2 separate regions of the Aedes albopictus genome follow, and region 2 is linked to region 1. A link is a contact called in public Hi-C data. All regions are on one chromosome and are shown on one strand. The core of a region is the stretch at or near the end of the contact, and the rest is flanking DNA. Distances in the headings are between cores, read along the strand shown.

Evidence for each region. A called contact is a pair of places that touch in the nucleus more often than the background predicts.
Region 2: a contact with region 1 is called in a Hi-C map of whole body, with 5 times the contacts expected there. The contact joins the promoter of LOC109429690 here to the promoter of LOC109429924 in region 1. A contact is called at or near these places in 2 of 3 Hi-C or Micro-C datasets (embryo and whole body).

The regions. Positions count from the first base shown.
Region 1 is chr1:229,283,986-229,286,649 of AalbF5, reverse strand. It overlaps LOC109429924 (5'-3' exoribonuclease 2 homolog), which reads left to right and starts at 1,319. Exons shown (of 4, transcript XM_029870852.2): 1 at 1,319-1,612; 2 at 1,834-2,664. The coding sequence starts at 1,538.
Region 2 is chr1:230,065,506-230,068,169 of AalbF5, reverse strand. LOC109429690 (mucin-5AC) reads left to right here and starts at 1,347. Exons shown (of 7, transcript XM_019705704.3): 1 at 1,347-1,478; 2 at 1,570-1,839; 3 at 1,902-2,664. The coding sequence starts at 1,968.

The DNA of each region.
Region 1 (2,664 bases), core at 70-2,569:
TAGTTGGGCCTTATGGAAATCTTAAGGTTATTTGGCTGAGTAACAGTTAAGCAGGGGGATGACGAAGGGCCATCAGAATCAGACTCAGCATTCGATTCAACATGGCGTCCAATGTTTTTGTTTTTATTGCTTTGTTCATGGCAAAAATACGCTTAAAACAACGACACTGCTTCACGGAGCAAAATCAGTGTAGTTTGAAACAACAAACAAGTTTGTTGAATTTCAGGCTAAATAATTAGTTGTTTTAAACACTGAAGTTTTGTTACATTAAACTAGAAATTACGGTTTGAAACAAACCAGCTGGTTTGTGCGTTTGTCTGTGCTACATTTTTGAGTATATTTTAGCAAGCGCCGTATGCAGTGCCCTATTATAATAGAGTTAATAAACTATAGAGGAAGAATGTCGCTGGCGTCGCTGCCGAAACATCTCTTGCTGGCGGAGATAGGCCGGGCTATAAGTGTCAAAGCGAAAAAGTATGCAGTTTGACAGATAGATACCCGACATGTTTGCGAGCGAGAACAAAGGGAACAGCAGCGTTCGTCCTCTATAGTTTATTAAGGGTGTGAACCATTTCACTTATTCGTTTAACTTTTAGTTAAAATATGACACTTTGGTGGTTATTTTTCATCGGATGGTTTAAAAATAACCACGAGGGCGACCCATTTGAAATGTGACAAACGAGTAGTTATTTGGAACAAAATACAGTACGCAGCCAAATCATTGCGAACAAAAAATAACTATCGAACTGTCAAAACTAACCCTGGTCGGGAGTAGGGTTATTTTTAACCGGACGCAAAATAACTGTCGAAGTGTCAAATTTTAACTAAAAGTTAAACGAACAAGCGAAATGGTTCACACCCTAACTCTACACGGAACTACAAATCAACCCAAATTTAAGTTGTTTTGACGCAATCCCGGTCTTCCGTGGAATAACTCAAATTTGCGTCAAACAGCGAAAGTGGTGAGTGAGTAGTTCTCGTTTGAGAGCGGCAAAAAAAATTAACCCACTGGTGAGTTATTTTCACCCAACGGAGGCCTCAAATGACGCAAATTTGGGTTAACTCAAGAAAACCCAAATTTGGCTTCTTCCACGGAAGAGCAGCGGATGCGTCGGTGCTTCTCTCTTTGTTTTCGACAACATTGCGGTGGGGCGAGGGAGAAAACAACCCAACTTTGAGTTAAAACTAAAAGCAGTTTAGCCAAATTTGAGTTTTTAAAACTTATTTTTTGGGTTTTAATATTTTTCCGTGTATTCCTATTATGGACGGATCCATGGCTGCGTCCTGATGCACTTGTTTTGCGTGTCAGTTCACAGTCAAACGTCACCGTGCGTCATCGATCGAATGTGTTTGGTGTGAGGTCGCATCGTCTTCAGCAGCAGCGCGAGCGATTTTCATCTTTCGCTCGGAAGAAAAGTTTTTGTTTGCCCCGTGGCAAAAAACGCGCATATTTCCGTGTGAAAAGCTCCGATTTACATCCGCGAAGTGACCGGTGTGGTACAGATCTTGAAAGGAGGAAAGCCGAAACGCCGCTGCCATGGGAGTACCAGCATTCTTTCGCTGGTTGTCGCGGAAGTATCCGTCCGTAATCATCGAGTGCGTGGAGCAGAAGGTGAGGATTGGTTTTGGTAATTTTAGGATGTTTTGAGGGAATATTCAGTGCGCTGTTATAATAATTTGCTGCGATATTAAATTTAGTTAAGATTTGTGATGATTTTTGGTAAGATTCCTTTGGAATTTTCCATAACCTCATTGTATGTCATTGTACACCATCTTTGTTTTGTTCCGCTGTTTGATAACAGACTAATGTTTATTTATGGCTTTGTCTTGCAGCAATCCGATGAGCACGGAAATCCGTTGTACGACGATATGACCCAACCAAACCCGAACAAGGTGGAGTTTGACAATCTGTATCTGGATATGAACGGGATTATCCATCCTTGTACGCATCCGGAGGACAAACCGGCCCCGAAGGACGAAGACGAGATGATGGTGGCCATCTTCGAGTGCATTGATCGTTTGATGAACATTGTGCGGCCGCGGAAGTTGCTCTATATGGCGATTGATGGTGTGGCCCCGCGAGCTAAAATGAACCAACAGCGATCACGACGGTTCCGAGCTTCTAAGGAAGCTGCGGAAAAAGCGGCAGAGGTCCAGAAGATCCGCGAGGAGTTGAAGGCCAAGGGATGCATTTTACCTCCGGAGAAAGAGAAGGGAGCTCACTTTGATTCCAATTGCATCACTCCTGGAACGCCGTTCATGGACAGGCTGAGTAAATGCCTGCAATACTATGTGCACGATCGGATGAACAATAATCCCGGTTGGAAAGGGCTGAAGATCATTTTGTCGGATGCTAATGTTCCCGGCGAAGGTGAACATAAAATTATGGACTATATTAGGAAGCAGAGAGCGCAACCGGATCACGATCCGAACACGCATCACGTCCTTTGCGGTGCGGATGCCGATTTGATCATGTTGGGTCTGGCCACTCACGAGACGCATTTCACCATAATCAGGGAGGAGTTCTTGCCCAACAAGGAACGACCTTGCGATATCTGCCAGATAATGGGTCATGAAATGAAGGATTGTACCGGGTTGCAATCGGAACGGGACATTAACCGGACGCCACCTCCCCCGGGCGCTGAGACCCAGTTCATTTTCGTC
Region 2 (2,664 bases), core at 98-2,597, 780 kb before region 1:
AATTAGCCGAAACAAGCTGCAGGCATGGAAACAGCATCCGTCAAGCGAAGCAGCTCTTAGTGACAACCGAGGTGACAACGCGTTCTCTGGTAGAGCAAATTGGAGCTATCAATGTTGTGCAGTTTATTTTGTCTGCTCAGAAGTATCGAATCCTGTCACTATTACACACAATATGGAAACAACATGTGCATTTCATGCTTACTATGGCCATTGTATTGTTTAAACATTGTGAAAACTCACGAAAGCTAAACTGCCCATAACTGCATAACAGTCACATTCGACAAAAGTAGGCATTGGAGAAAATTGAGCTCAAAGTTTGCAACTTGCACTAGTATGGAAAAGGATCTAAATTTCTAAAATTTGGCAAAAATTCAAAGTAATTTACTTCGCAATGAAATCTTCTACAGCTCTTCTTGTATGCTGGGCGAATAGTTCAAAAAAATATTAGAGCAAAATATGATTGGTTGTACATTATGAGACGTTATGTATTTCCAGTGTGACTGTTATGCGGTTACATTCGTTAATATTTGTTAATGAGACAAAACGACTTGGTATTTTTTTCACATTTTTTGGAACAAACTTGTAAAGTTCATTTGGATAGATGAAAGTACTGATGATTTGGAGATGAGCCCCGGTATCAACTCAATTTTGACAAAAACTGCAAATGTTACAAATATGCAGTTATGGGCAGTAAAATTAATCGTCGAACTTGCAAAAAGGAAAGATAAACAATTATTCATATATCGTTAATGGTATCGTTATCATAAGTGTAATAATACTCGTAAAGTATTGAATAATGTCAATTCAGAAACTTCAATCATCGAATCATAAACCCATCGTTGCTGTTGTAATAATCATTCCACGAATTAAATTCTTATGATATGAACGATAGCTTGAACGATATATTTCTATGCGGGTATACGTCGTTTTCAAAATTTGTTACTGAATTCTAGTTTCGGCGTTGCCAACCTTCCAGATTTATCTGGATTTATCCAGATTTTTGAGGTCTCATTTAACAAAAGTCTGGAAGATCCAGACATTTATTTTCCGGATTTGTAAGGTTTTGCTCGGAATTTGTAAGGTTTTTGCCCGGAATTTGTAAGGTTTTTACGCAAATCCAGACTTTTCCAGACAAATCTTCCTAAATCATCCAGATTTTTCCAAAATTCACCTGGCGCTAGGATGTTTCGTGTAGCTTGTTTGTTGCTGACAGTCAGTGGCTGCGTTATTTGTTGCTCCGTTTTGACTAGTCCGTTCCACCCACAATTTCCAATTGGAACGACTGTCAGTTGTGTTTGTGTGTGTGAAATCATCTTTCATTGTGTAATGTGTCATTCATAAAACAGTACTCCGTTGTTGCTCAGCCAAAGCAGCATCGACGAAAACGACGGAGCACCAACAGAGAGCAGGCCACCAATGAGAAGGAAAGAGTTGGAAAATACAGGTGTGTTGCAGCCAGAGTACCAGCAGGGCCCAGAGTGAGTAGTGTGTCATATTTTTTTCCCTGGTCTATCATTCAAGTGAGCGAATTTACCTGGAACGGAACTTTAATTGATTCTCCATTCGCAGTAGAAACAAAGGGGAAAAGAACGGAGTTCCTGAGTTCGGTGGCTGGTAAAAGTGCTATATTTGTGGCAAGGTAACGTCCGACTACATACAACGGAAGTTGGCCTTTGTTCAGGAGTTTTGGATGTGAAGAAAAAGTGTTTCTTCGAGCTGCACCATCATCGATCGATTTTGCTTGGATGGCTGGTTGGTTGGCAGCTGCGAGAAAAAGAGTTTCTGGAAAATTTGCTGGAAACGTCATATGATTAGGTTGTTGGAGCTAATTTCAGGAAGGTTAGTTTCTTTGTTTAATGCATGCTATTTTGATTGTTAATTTTTAATTACCTCATTTACAGATACTGAATTCAGTCCTGATTCATCATAATTAGATATAACGAGAGAAGTTTCAAGGTCACTACAATATGTCTAGTCAAATTCCTCCACTGGTTTGTCATACTCCGCCTCCAATGGATTTCGACGATGAGGAGGAGGATGAAGTGGATTTGCCGGACCCGGAGGATGATTTTGACGACTTCAATTCGGTACCACCTGCCGAAGGAAGTGAAGATTTGCCAACGCCTGTGCCACCTCCACTGCCTGATTTCGATTCCCCTGTGAGACGAGTCCGAAAATCACCTTCGGTAGAAGGAAGTCCACGGAAAGAAGAAAAAGTCATTTCGCCTCTTCCGATCCCACAAGCCGTACCGGAAGATGTGACATGTGAAGTGGAACCGGACCAATCGAGGAACGAAAGTCCACCGTCCTTGATACTATCTCAAAACAACTTTTCTGAGAATGATGTTCCAAGTGATGACGAATTTCAAGATTTCGCTTTTCACCCACCGCAACCACAAGAAGAGTCGAGCATACCGGGAGCCGAGGACAATATTAGCATACCGTCCTTGCACCTAGATGCAGAAGTTTCGAAATCTGCTACACCAGTTCAGCTGTCAGAAAATGAAACCAGCGAACGGGATTCTTCACCTCAAGAACTCGACCCGGACCATCCGGCCCCGGAAGCGGTTCCGGATCCCGCCGCCATCACCCCTATTGCGGCCGAAGATCCCTGTAGCCGTTTCGACGACAACACCGAAAATGATTTTACTGATTTTACTACCG